Linked DNA regions of Danio rerio: region 1 is linked to region 2. Evidence: chromatin contacts called from public Hi-C data. All regions are on one chromosome and are shown on one strand. Each heading gives the region's core, a stretch centred on a gene start, on an enhancer-like site or on the middle of the called end of the contact. The rest is flanking DNA. Distances are from core to core; before and after follow the strand shown. Region 1 overlaps si:ch211-120j21.2 (a long non-coding RNA gene). Region 2 overlaps si:ch211-120j21.2 (a long non-coding RNA gene).

Region 1 (6,876 bases), core at 2,975-5,474, 35 kb after region 2:
ATTGCTTTTGATACATTGTTTTTGATTTTTTTTTTCTCTCTTTAATTTGCTGTTGGTTTTTGTCCCATTGACAATAGTTTGAACAGTGCACAAAGATTAAGGGCCAATCCCAATTCTATTTTTGTACCCTTACATTCCCTTGCCCTTAAAACCGAGGGTGAAGGGGAAGGGCTTTAAAATGTACCCCTAAGAATTGGGACAGCACTACAACACCTGCACCCTTTATCATGTCTTTGCAATTTCTTCCTTCATATGAGATCAGACTATGGCGACTGGTGTAGTTATTCCAGTTGTGCTATTTTTTGGTATTTATCTTCATGAAATCCCTGAAGGCATACATTATGTTATCAAAACGATCTAATGTGGTAATGTGGTGTACTGTGCATTTACACAGTGGCCATATTCATCTATATAATTCCACGAAAACAACATTAACATTATAGCAGACTGTAAAAAGCTCATTCCCAGCCACTAATCATTACTGACAGGGTATTTGAGTGTCATCGATTGTCAGAATGTTGTGGGACTGCTATACAGGATTTATTATTATGGATTATAGATTGCGAAATGTATTTATTATTATTTTTTTAAGCGTTTTTTTATTTTTTTTTAGGCATGACGGTAAAACACCAACGCTGTTATGAATGTTTTAAAATGTGCTTGTTTGTTGTAAAAATTCATATAATGACAAAAAAAAATAACAAATTTGAGGATATCCTTACTTTCGGGTGCTGCGATGCTGCTGTAGTGGCAGGTGCATTCTGGCAAATTTTCTTACCCCTTGGTTTCGAGTGTGGTTCTGAAAAATCTTTGTTCGAAGGGGTGTAAGCCCTACGCCTTCAAGCTAAAGAAAATTGGGAAAACGGGGGTAAGGGGAAGGGCTAAGTGGTAGAATTGGGATTGGGCCTAAACCTGTATTTGTATCATGTTTGTAAATTTGTCAAGTTACGTGAACCGTTCGATTGAACCGATTCTCTAGAATGAATCATAGTTTCATATGCTACATGTTTATGGCTGTTTAGAACAAATGGATGCATTGGAAAGAATCACGTTTAGCTAAGCTAACGTTACATGAGAAAGAAAGGCAGACAGTCAAACACGTAAGGTAAGTGTATTTGCTCCCTTATACAATGAAAACAGTGGCGTGTGTCATGATTTAGCACTATATATGGAAACGTCTTGCTACTCATTGGATAAAGCAGCTCGGAAAAGTTCAGCGCCCAAAATCAATGTTAACCTGGGTAAATATACTGTGACAATGTAACCCAAACATGTAGCATTTGCGATTACTGATGTCCTGAAAGTACCACATCTCATTTACAACTTGTGGAGCAGATAAAGGCCACAAACCTGTTATTTGTTGTGTATGTTAGCCAGCAAAATAAACAACATTTTTGTGGTTTTATTTATAAAACTATTAGGCATTACACAAAAGCTTTTAAAAAGCAGTAGCAGATGGTAAAATAGCAAAAAAGTGAATTAAACGTCTTGGTATTTGTTAGCTTCTTTTTCTCTTCCATCTCTCCCTCTCTCTCTTATAAACACTCGGCCTCACAAACATACACTGTTTCTCAGACCGGCTCAATAGTTTGGGTTTTTGGCCTCTCCACAGGTTGAACCAAAAATAAGAGGCTGTTTAACAGCACTGGCAGGAGCTTACATAAACAGGCAGGGGATTAGAGTTTCATGAGTTTCTGTCTCTCTGTCTGGTATCAGCACTTGAAGAGAGTCAGGAGAACCAGATGAAACATTTGGAAGGAATGAGCAACTAGCTAACGTCATATCATGCATTATGGATGAATATGCTTTCCATCCTCATGGAAAAGGCCTGTGTTTTACCATTCTTTGTGTTATTGTTTATTCGCACACGCTTAGGAGTAAATTAAAATAATGGGTTTTGCATGTTTTATTACCTTCAGGGTAAAAAATTTTTAAAAACTTAGTTAGATAAACGGTTTGTTACATTTAGAGATGTGCATTAATTTTGTAAGTGCAAGAATTAACATGGCTTATTTTAGTTTTGCAGAAGTTTAGACTGGATTTAAGACCCTTAAATTGTTCCACATTATGCTTTATGTAAAAAAATAATGCACAAAATTTGTCAAGCTCTGTTGATAAAATAACAGCAGCTGGAGGGTGTTTATTTAGAGCCTAGCTGCATTAAAAACATCTGATCACTTCTGAGAAGCACAAAGACGATGCCTAAAAAACACTCTCTGTTTTTTTTCTGTATAAGTGAAATTCTTATCCATGTGGATTTGTAGACAACAGGCCTGTGTGAGGAATCTCTCATTGGCATAAGGCACATTGTACATTGGGTAGGGTGCAGTCATGACTCTCTATGTGTCATCCTCTTACCACTGTCTCTCTTATGATTGTCTTTCAGCTCGGTCTACCCTTTGGCAGTTTTCAGGATGCCCTGCTTTGATCTCAACCATAAGTGCTGTGACAACAACCTTGAGATGTAAAGAAAAAAGCCAGTTGATGTTTTTATGACAGACTCATGATAGGTGCGTGCTGTATTTTGTCTTACTGTTTATGCTTTTTACGGCTTTGTGTTGCATGTGCATAATTTATCATAATTAACGTCCAACTTTTTTTAATCCAGTTTAGACATTTCTTTGATAAAACTGCAACTGTTTTCTTTCCTATCCCTTCATTCTCTTTTAAGGTAAATGAAAATATTTTTTAGCTCTTATCAACTGGAGTTTTTTTTTATTAAATAATTGGCCATTAAATTGTTTTCATAGGCTGAGGAGATGAAAAGTTTATGGTGGAGAAAGATAAAGAGGAATTCAATTTGTTAAAATGCTTTAGGATACATGTTATCATTTTTATTCATAAGACAATATTAAAATATATGTATCTTTTGTGTTAATTAAATATTATATTATTTGATTTTTTTAGCTATGGTTCCGATATACTGTTTTTATTATTTAGTGCCATATACACTGCTCAGCATATATGAGTACACCCCTCACAAATCTATCTTTAAATTCACATTTTTAATATTAAGCTACACAGTATTATATTTGTGCATATACATTAGTCAGTACTAAAGCCAAATCTGGAGCTTATCTAACAAAATAACTTAAGATAACAGTCCAAAAACTAGTACACCCAAATGTATATGTTATAGAAAAATATTAAATACAAATTTGAAAAAGAGGAAATTTCACGAGAAGCAAAAAAATGAAAAAATGTAGTTGAAATTTTGTAGTTTGTAATTTTTTCAATATTTTAATATATATATATATATATATATATATATATATATATATATATATATATATATATATTAATATGTATTAAATATATATATATATATATATTAATATATTTTAATTTTTGCAATATTTTGCTTGAATTTAATTGTATTATCTTTCAATTTCTAAATATGTTTGATGGCTAAAATATTATTTTAATAAATAAATCTGTTTAATCTTTTTAGTTTAAATGCACTGAGAAATGTATAGCAATATACTGGTCTTTTATTTGTTCATTTGTTTCACACGTTCATTTGTTGCTGATAACTCCTTTTCAACAAATGTAATCGTGTGAAACTTACAATGTCAATTCAAGTGAAAAATCAAAGCACTGTTCCAGTTGGCGTTGGAACAATAAGCACATGCAGGTGTTGCCATATGGCTGTACTTTTCTCATATGTTTACTGACAACAAGTTTGTGGGCTTTCATTTGTGGTCTTGTCTGTTTGTATGTTGAGAAGGCCTGCCTAAACATCTGAAAGCCCATGTTGCTTAATCATGTACACAAAACAACAGTGAACTCTCAGGCTCACTTACTCACTCTCTCTTTCTCTCCCTCTCACTCTCTCCCTCTCTCTCTTTCATAAGCACTCCTTTGCTTTCAGTCTGTTGTTGCTACCAGCACTAACACATTTCTCGCACACAAGCTTTTTGGCAATCTCTTTTCTTTCAATCCATTGCACCCTACTGCACAAACACGGCTATCCCACCCAGAGGACTCTTTTTTTTATGGTATGTGTGTGTTTGTGTGTGGCAGAAGCTCACACATGGGCAGCTGTATTTGTGTGTGTGTGTGTGTGTGTGTGTGCGTGCGTGCGTGTGTGTGTGGGTGTGTGTGGGTGGGTGGGTGGGAGGGCTTTGATCAAAGCCGGGGGGGAACAGCCAAGTGGAGGTGGCTGCAGAATGAGGGCTGTGATCATTGAGGAAGGGGTGGGATTTGGGGGGCCTCACTATACTGAGACACACTAGCTCTGCAAAGAACAAACACCTGCTTATCTCCTCACCACCACCTCCATCTGCAAACCACTGTCTGTATTACTTGTCTATGGACTCACTGAGACATCCAGGAATAGGGGCGCTGGTGAAAATGACAGATACAGCGCCTTCCACTAATATTGGCCTTTGGTAATAATGAGGAAAGAACACTGAGAAAAAAAATCTTTATGGTTTAAGAGTTTTACATTTTATTTTTTGCTCAAAAAAGAGTTTTTTAGACTGATAACATTTACAATTGACTGGATTTTTAAAAATTATTTCCCTGATGATGGACATGAGAATTTTCATTGTTTTTGCATTTTTTCTAGTACTTCCTCAGTGAAGCTTAACAACCTTTTAGAATAGAATAAATAGCCTTTTATTGTCACTGTACACGTTTACAATATACATGTGCGACGAGATTAAGTGCATCTCACTACTCAGTGCAACCATGTAAATATATCCTTCCAGTTTTGTTAAAAGCCTATTTGCAGAGCTCCTTATTCAATAAAATCAAGGTGCAAATTATGGAGGAACTGAGAGTGTGAACTCCCTAATTAAGGCCTGAACTCATGTTAAGGAGGTCAAAACGAGGATGAGGGGGTCTTGCAGCCTAATTATGGATTACTTTATACAGACAATATATTTCAATGGCCTCTTTAAGACTTCAGCATATAAATGTTAAAGTAATTTGTGGGCAGATTTGATGCTGGAGCATAGAAACTGTTCATTTTAATTGTTGTAGAGATGACATGTTGTAGACCTGTTAACATTATTAACAAACATATTTAAAATTGACCACATGAATCATTGACTTATTTGCACACGCTGAATTAAGAGGGGGGATAAGATAGCCCAGAATTGTGAATAAATAAATCTTATTTACTCAGTTGACTCGGGGCAGCGGCTTTTTATTGGATACAATACTGTGCTAAGCTGTGGAAAGTCTTTTCAAACGAGACACAGTAGCTACCGACGCGCGCGTGTGCGCAGGGCGATTAAATGTATACATTTATAGGCTACATGCTGATGTAGGTTTTTCTTTGAGCTCGGAACAACAGTTCTTATTTTCCCGCTACAGTGAACGAGAAACAAACCTGGGTTTAACCCAACCCAGACGGTGTTATTATAGACATTTTAAAACGTCTGAAAGAGTGGGATTTTAATATTTGTTTAGCTTACACACAAACGTATTGGAACAGAATCGGGACTGCTTAAAATGTATATATATTTTTGGTTTTCGGGATTTCCTTCAGTTTCTGACACGCGTGAAACGTTATGCCTAACTCAAAACACACCCAGAACAGCTTCTTCAGAGTGTTTTTTTTCTGTGTCCAAACCTGATTTATTTTCAATAAAGCAGCTGCGAGTTGTCCGTTTAGACAGAAATATAATAGTTCTGCAGCTTCTATCAATATTTCACAGAGGTTCTGGGAAGAAGAATTAATTATGAACAAAATAAATGAATAAATAAATAAAGCCTTTGAAACTCAAGAAAGCCCAATAGTGAAAAGCTCCACAGTTCTTTGCCAAGTACAATTTACAAACACGCTCCTGAAAAGCCACGGTTTAATTGACTTAATGCATAAAGACGGAAAATTCAATTCGATAAAAGATAAATCAAAAACAGAACGCATGTATGCAGATTTTTAAAATCAACTATTTGCAGGATTATTTACGGTTATCTGCTGCATTAAATAGTAACAATAAATATAGATCATGATAACAAAAATTGCACGTTTACTGTTATGATTATTGTTATTATTATTAGGCCTATTCATGTTATCATTAATCATTTTAATAACGTTTCAATACGCAGTGTACATTATTTTGCTTATTGTTAGCCTAATTTTGTGGTTAGCATATTATTGCTTTTATGTTGAGTAGGCTTTAATGGGATGTTTTACCACATTTTATTTTATTTTTAAAAATCATTTTATTGTTTTATAATAAACATAATTATTTAATGAGCATTGCAGTATAAGCCATCAAAACCCAGAACAGACCAATGTGGCTCTGAGGAAGAAAAGCCACTGCAGATGAACATATGTTTTAACTTTGGTTCCAAGCCGACTAACACATCGAATCGAGCTGGAGATGCCGCCGAAGTTTCATGCTCCCTGAATGATGTCATGTAATGGAATCACTGGTAAAAATGACATTTCAGTGTGAGGAAGGAAACGCACAATTAAAATCAGAATTACACAAATCAGAATTTTGGCTGCTGCATAGGCCTGCACTATAGTGTCGTATTTCTCAAGCAGCTGATTTTGTGTGTGGTGCGGGATCTGTCGTGTTATTTAATAGTATCAGAATAATAATAATAAAGCAAGCTTTTCTTCAGTTTATTACAGTATTCCGAAGGCCAGTTGGCCGGTGCAGCGATCAGCCTTTGAACGGATTCAGATCCACAATTTATTTTACAAGTCTGACGCTTCATTATGTAATATTGTTGCAATCACCACATAATTGCTATTCTTTGGGGAAAAAAGTAGGATTTCACAAATGATCAGGGAATTACGTAGGCCTGCTATGTTATATTTATATTAGTCTAATGCATTTTATTATATAAATCATGGGTGTATTTACTTCAAATGCTTATTATTGTGAGCTATGTACACTCGATTGTTTGTGT
Region 2 (7,742 bases), core at 119-2,618:
TGGGTAGGCTAAATTGTCCGTAGTGTATGAGTGTGTGTGTGTGTGTGAATGTGTGTGTGGATGTTTCCCAGAGATGGGTTGCGGCTGGAAGGCCATCCCCTGCGTAAAAACTTGCTGGATAAGTTGGCGGTTCATTCCGCTGTGGTGACCCCAGAATAATAAAGGGACTTAGCCAACAAGAAAATGAATGAATAATAATAACATCTAAACATGTCGATCTTGCTGATTTTTTAAATTTTATTTTTAACACAACAAATTTTGTCTTAAAAGAGCATAAATAGTTATGAAAGCAATCAACAGCATTCATTATGTGGGCTTTTTTAAAGTGAGACCTCTTATTTAATTGGTATCCCTTTTTTTTTACAACCCAATGTAGACAGGTATGACTTAATTGTTTACCACATTCAAGTGGATTGAACATCAAGTAATTAAGTTGTCAGTTTATTTATTGGGTTTTACTGTGCCCAAATTGCTTTGTTTACTCAAATGCAGTAAGTTTACATTACTCATTAGGATTAGTTTTTGTACTGAAATGGTTTGTTCCAATCGGTTTCCTCAAATGGTTTGAGTTACCTTATTTTTTGGGTTTTACGGTGAAGGAATAATTATTGGTGGGGGTCATTGATTTAATAGAAAATACCAGATGTGGTGAGGCGGCCATGGCATGGAGCACTTACAAATTAGCCTCTGAATCAAATAGGTGCAAATTGCTGTGATGGTTCCCACGCGTATAGACACAGTTTAGGTGTCGTATTTCAAGATATTTGTCAGATTTTTGTTCTCGAATTGCTGCTGTGTATAGGATTAGTTTCTATTATACATCTCACCCAAAGCGTTTTGTTTTCATTTGATTTAGATCGTTTAGCATAATGATATGGAACTGTAGATCTGCCTGGAACTACTTTACCTGTGTGTTTCCTTGAAAACCTGTTCATCTGCCAATTAGAAGAAAGCATTCAACAGCCCTCAGAAAATGTTAGCATTTTTTGTCCTCTCTGTACTTGGTTAAATTAAAAACATCAAGTTGAATCTTATAAAACCATAAAATAAAGTTGAAACATGGTCATAGTAACATGAAAACATGTTGTCATGCCATGATCAAATATTTGTTTACAACTGTGCCTTCCAGACCAGCGGAATCACACAGAATTAGCCCTGTATTTTCCCATGCAGGTACACGTTTACACGTCTAAAATTAAAATGCGCAATTAAACAAAATAACGTGTTGTTTTTGATGTTCTTTTTGCGTTGCGGTTATGTTTGACTGGGGTTAATGAGCAGGAGACGGGGCCCTCATCAGCTGAACCCCCTCCCTGAACCCAGTGTGGTCTCACCCGCCCCGAACACAGATCTAATTGGGGGCAATCACTCAGATAAAGAGGCCCAGACACACACACGCACACGCACACATGCACACGCACGCTCACTCTATCACTCTTGTCTGTTAGCCCTCCCATTAAAATGCCATGTTCTTCTTTCACTTCTGCACAGAGTGATCCAGCCGGCTGGCTTTTGTGTTCGTGAAGGAGAAGAGATCGAGGCACAGAGAGAGCCGACCCGCTGTTGACTGGTGCCATTGTTTCGGAGCCCTATGAATTCCCCTCCTTCAAAGTACAGACCCCACAGGTTTTCAATACATGTCCTCTGTGTGTCTTTCTCTCTCGGTTTCACTTCAGCTCTTATGGTATACAGGTGAAGGGTGTCGTTTTTTTGTGCCTGTGTAATTATACTTTGTTTATTGTGGATCTGTTAGCAAGGTTTAAGTGTAAATGTTATGGTTATTGCAGATAACTAAATATATAAAACTATAGAAACCTTTTGTTTCTAAAATTAATTTTAATTATTTTTTTAAAAATTAGCTTGTTGTCAGGGGAACATTTTGGATTCTCATCAAATGTTAAATAATGGATTGAGGATTTGGTGTGATAACATGTAATTATTTGTTAGGAGCTTACCAAGGTCATCCAATATACAGTAGCAGCAGGGTTGGGCGAAGATACGTAAAAAAAAATATTAAAATTAAATATCAAACACCTTAAGTTTAGGTTTATCAAAATAAACTACAAAATACAGAATTTACAAAATGTAGCAAAAATGTAGGTTTGGCAACGTATTTCCACTGAGCCTGGTCTGAGATTATCACACCTGCTATTTTAGATGTTTACTTGCAGGCACTGAAAATATTTGCCTGAGTATTTGTTGGTTCCTTCCTCTGTGGCAACTCCTTATAAAGCAGGAAATAAGCTAAAGAAGAGTGAGTGTGTGTTCTGAAGGTAAACAAATTTCTTCTAGGTTCAGAATGACATGAGGGTAAATAAATGATGACACAATGTTCGTTTTGGAGTAAACTTTTGAGGAAGAACTCTCTGTTTGTTCTTACAATGGTAGGTTTTCTGTTGCTTATCAGAAATGACACACACACACACACAAATACACACACACACACACTGCACTTTAAAAGTTATATTTAATTTAGGAGCAGTGAAAATAAGAGCATTTGTGTGAGGATTTGGTGCGTGTTGTTCCACTGGATCAGACTGGTGAAGAGGCCTGCTCATGATTGCCACGTGGGCTTCAGAACAGAGAGAGACTGTTGATTTGGAAATGGTACAGAATGAAATATGCAGAATGATTGTGCAGCTATTTAAGTGAAGAGCCAGAGGCACCAGTACTCGGAGGCTCTCGGCTCCTCTGCCTCTCTCAGAGCGGGATGGGCTTTGAGTCAGTGTTGAGTTACACGGATGCTGCTGTTGGATGAAGAGGATGGTTGAAGGCTAATAGGGTGGAGCAGGATGACTATTGAGAGAGCCAACCCCACTTAGCTCCTTTACTCCTCTCTCTCCCTCTCTCTTTCAGTCCTCTTCTTTTCTGTATTTCCATGTACACTCCTGTCTTGTTGCTGTCAGGCCTGAGTAAAAAATACTAATGCTAAAAATTAACTGGGGTGTTTAATTTTGATTTGATAAAAGATTCCATTCTGGAATATCTGGTGATCATTTGTGTTTTTGTTTATAAACAGTATGAATAAATATATGCGCTTACCGGCCACTTTATTTGGTACTCTTGTCCAACTGATCGTTAACAAATTTCTAATCAGCCAATCACATGGCAGCAACTCAATGCATTTAGGCATGTAGACATGATCAAGATGATCTGCTGCAGTTCAAACCAAGCATCAGAATGTGGAGGAAAGGTGATTTAAATGGCTTTGAATGTGGCATGGTTGTTGGTGCCAGACAGGCTGGTCTGAGTATTTCAGAAACTGCTGATCTACTGGGATTTTCATGGACAACCACATTAAAACAAATCTGTTTACATTTTGATTTCTATGTCTTCTTGGTGCACAACTCTTATTGAGAAACCTGTTTGGAAACAGGCAATATTTTCCACATTCCTGCTTGGTCTCATTAGTCACCACTCTTAAAACTCGCCACAAACATAAATGTTCCAATTACTATCAAGAAAATGTGCAAGACCACAAAATATTGCAGACTGTAGAGCATTTTTCATCCCTTAGTCACCACCTTTCAACAAAACCAGCTGACCAAATAATACAGAGAGCTTACGAACTCGACTCAAAGCGTTCAATATCATCACGTTACATTAAAAAACATGAGAGTCGTCGCCGTACCACTCGGTTCAAGTGTATGCATGTGTCGTGTCTGTGTGTGTGTACGTACTCCACTGTCCTCCACACAACAATCTCGTCACACCTCTCCAGTATCAATTAAAAGCAACAGTCGCCTCGTCCGCTTCTGTTTATCCATATCTCTGGCTCTCCCCCTGCCAGTGAAAACATTAACATAAGTAAGCTCTCTCCACGACAGGCCGAACGAAACATCGACACGGACTGAAAAAAACACCCAGGTCCAGGAGAGCGGCTAATGAGGGAGCGTCGGCGAGCCAGGGGCTGATGGGTAAAGCCACGCATGGGGAGAGAGGACTAGTGTAATTGTTCAAGCCCTTGTCTCTGTTGATACAGGCTCTTCAGAAAGCATGTGATTTAGCTAAAAGCCATCTCCAGGCCAAGTAATTAGAGACACCATTTAGGACCGGCATTAGCCAGATCCACTGTTATTGACTCGCACAATGCGCACACACCAATTTAGCAGCGCGCGCTGGGTGTTATTCAAGCTATTTGGGGTGAGATTAGTCGCCCGGTGTGACAGAGAGAGTAAGTGAGTGGACAAGTGTGTGTGATGATGGGATGTGTCTTAATATGTTTTCTCTGTCTGAGCAGGGTGTGCATTGATGTGTTTAAACACCGGGATCACTGTATGTCCTCAGACAGAAGCACGAACACTTGAAGAGGATGAAGGATTTGCTGTGTGAGTAAGAGAGCTGTTTGTCTGTGTGTTTTAGTGCAGTTCGGTGTTTAACAACGCTGGGTCAGGGGGACAATTAAAGCCATCCAAAGTGTGACTCGACTGACGACAGGACACACACATACACATTTACACAAAGACATGCCAGGCCTGCATTTTTAGTCGCTCTGAATTTCTTCTGTGTTAATAAAGCATAATGCACTGTAAATGAGAGGTATTATGCTATTTTAAAATTTAAACTAGGGAGTTGTAAGGTGCACTTTTGTATTTAACAGATCCTCATTAGTTTCTTAAGGATATATGGTAACAATTTACATTAACAGTACATGAATAATGTGTTAATATGTAAACTAAACATTACTTTATTATGAACTAATTATGAGTTAAGGCATGCACTAGTCATTAACTTTAACTACAACATGAGTTCATGTGTGAATAACGGCTACCTTAATTATTTAGTTGTTAGTACATGATTGTTTGGTAATTAATGTATTAATTACCACATTAGTTTATGGTTAATGTAACATCATGAACTCAAAATATGTCAATGTAGAATTATACCATGACTAGGCATGGGCTGGTATAAGATTCTGGCGGTATGATATTCCAGTTTCACAGTATCACGGTATTGTGATTACTGCTCTAAAATATATTCTTTTTAAATGTCTTGGTAAAAACAAAAAAATTTTTTCCCTTTGAAAACAATATGTTTTATTTTTTGAAATATTTATAATATTTTGTAGCAGTAAACATGTCAGGCTGAATAATTCAAATGAATCACTGACTTCTGCTGTCTTCATTTTTTTCATAAACAGATTTCTTTACAATTTAAAATGGCATTGTTTGGATTTTTTTCTGCTGGTTTTCCTTAAAAAAATAAATAAAAAAATAAAAGTAATTTAAAAAAAAACATACTCTTACCTTAGGAACGGAATTGCAGAAAATTTTGGTGGTTTTAAAACCTTGACTTTTCCAAACCGCGGTATACCTTGAAAACGGTTATCATCCCATGTCTAATCATGACTATACTTGGAGGGGCACATCACCATTAACCCACTCTTAACTACTCATGAACTCTTTATGCACATCTGTCTAGTGCGTTTCCACTAAATAACATTAGAAACATGTTCGATCATCAAAATGAACAGTTTAAACACAGGAGTTGATTAGTAGTTAAGGATGAGTTAATGGTGATGTGCCCCTTCAAGTACAGTCATGCCAAAATTATACATTAACAGCTCATGACTTCATGTTGGTTACATTTAGCTTTAACTTAAATCCTAATAAATACATTTATTAACAACATGTACTCACAAGTAATTAAGGTAGTCGTTATTTACATGTCAACTCATGTGAATCATTTTATAGTTCAAGTTAGTTCATGATTAACGCGTGCCTTAACTCATGATTAATTAATAACGATGTTTAGTTTACATATTAATACTTAATCATTATTCATGTATTGTTATTGTAAAGTGTTACAGGATACACTTTTTTATCTTTAAAATGCCATCAAGCACACATTTGCACTTATGTACTAATTTGTACCTTTAAGGTCCAAAAGTGTACCTTTTGAAAAGGTGCTGCCCCAGTGGCAAGTTTTGTACCTTTTGAGGACATAAAAAAAAATTGAGTAAAATTTGTTTTTATGACTGTAACTTTTATGACTTCAACTGTAATATGTCCACTAATTTGAAATATAAGGTTGGCGTGGTGGCTCAGTAGTTAGGCAAGAAGGATGCTGTTTCGAGTCCCGGCTGGACCAGATTTCTGTGTGGAGTTTGCATGTTCTCCCATGATGGCATGAGTTTCCTCCAGGTGCTTCAGTTTCCCCCACAGTCCAAAGACATGCGCTATAGGTGAATTGGATTAACTAAATTTGCCATAGTGTATTCTTCATATAGTTAATGCATAAAAAATGCAATTCTTTATTTGATAAACAAACTTTAATAACATTTATTTAAATATGCAGTGGCCGACAGTGAATTATGTTAAATAATGTGTACAGTTCATAATATTCATATAATTTTATAGTTAATTAGAGGTACATTTATAATGTTACACATTCTATATATTTCAAATAAATCATCAATAAGGTTATTTTGAACTTGTATCAAAGAATAATATTTAAAAAATTAAAAACAAGAATAATTTTGAGCATCGAATCAGAATAATACAATGTATGTAATGATTTCTGAAGGATTGTGTGACTGATGACTGAATGAAAATTCAGGTTGGCCACCACATTAATATATTTCTTAATATATATGTTCAAATACTGTCATTTTTAAAGAAATATTTTACAAATGTATTGTTTTTACTGTTTAAGAGTACGATTCTTTTTCTCTTCTCTTTGTCTCTTTCTCACAAACACATTATTTAACACAATTCACTGACCGGATGGCAGACAACTAGGGAAAACTAGGTTGCTGCTGTAAGTGGTTTTAGTAAAACCAGCAGGGGTTGCTCGACATGTGTCTGTGTGGGTCCTAATGCCCCAGTATAGTGAAGGGGAATCTATACTGCTTAGTGAAAGCCATCTTTTTGATGAGACGTTAAACTGAGGTTCCGACTCTCTGTGGCTGTCCTTCGAAAAAGAGTAGGGGTTTAACCCCGGCACCCTGGCCAAATTTGCCCACTGGCCTGTGTCCATCAGGGCCTCATAACCATCCCCATATCTTAATTGGCTTTATCACTCCGTCTCCTTTTGACCAATCAGCTGGTGTGTGGTGTGTGGTCTGATACAATATGGTTGCCATTGCATCATCCAGGTGGATGCTGCACACTGGTGGTGGATGAGGAGATCCCTCCTAAAAATGTGTAAAGCGCTCTGAAAAAGCACTAAATTAATTTGAGGAATTATTTTATTTTTTATTATAATTCCTATCACCCCTAAGGTTTGAACACTTTTAGAACAGTAGTGTATCTATGTCTATTGATATATTTATATGTGGTGGGTTATTGAGCCTTTCACAGCCATATAACCCTGCAGCGCAAGACCGGTTACTCACTAAAGCTAAGCAGGGCTGAGCCTGGTTAGTACCTGGATGGGAGACCACTAGGAAACACTAGGTTGCTGTTGGAAGTGGTGTTAGTGAGGCCAGCAGGGGGCACTCAACCTGTGGTCTATGTGAGTCCTAATGCCCCAGTAAAAGTGAAGGGGACACTACACTGTCAGTGGGCGCCGTCTTTCGGATGAGACGTTAAACCGAGGTCCTGACTGTCTGTGGTCATTAAAAATCCCATGGCACTTTTCGTGAAAGAGCAGGGGTGTAACGCCGGTCTTCTGGCCAAAGTCCCTCTATCGGCCCGATCATGGCCTCCCAATCATCCCCTTTCACCGAATTGGCTCTATCACTGTCTCTCCACTCCACCAATAGCTGGTGTGTGGTGAGTGCACTGGCGCCGTTGTCCTGT

Evidence for each region. A called contact is a pair of places that touch in the nucleus more often than the background predicts.
Region 1: a contact with region 2 is called in a Hi-C map of embryo, with 1.6 times the contacts expected there. The contact joins two enhancer-like sites. A contact is called at or near these places in 2 of 18 Hi-C or Micro-C datasets (caudal fin and embryo).

The regions. Positions count from the first base shown.
Region 1 is chr8:21,652,852-21,659,727 of GRCz12tu, forward strand. It overlaps si:ch211-120j21.2 (a long non-coding RNA gene), which reads left to right. Exons shown (of 10, transcript XR_002459373.3): 5 at 2,387-2,510. Among named protein-coding and RNA genes, the nearest start is that of si:ch211-120j21.2, 48 kb to the left of the region's middle. Within about 2 kb of position 4,225, at least 4 of the 62 cell types and tissues checked have an H3K27ac peak or open chromatin away from gene starts, as enhancers often do.
Region 2 is chr8:21,620,698-21,628,439 of GRCz12tu, forward strand. It overlaps si:ch211-120j21.2 (a long non-coding RNA gene), which reads left to right. Exons shown (of 10, transcript XR_002459373.3): 4 at 1,492-1,626. Among named protein-coding and RNA genes, the nearest start is that of si:ch211-120j21.2, 17 kb to the left of the region's middle. Within about 2 kb of position 1,369, at least 6 of the 62 cell types and tissues checked have an H3K27ac peak or open chromatin away from gene starts, as enhancers often do.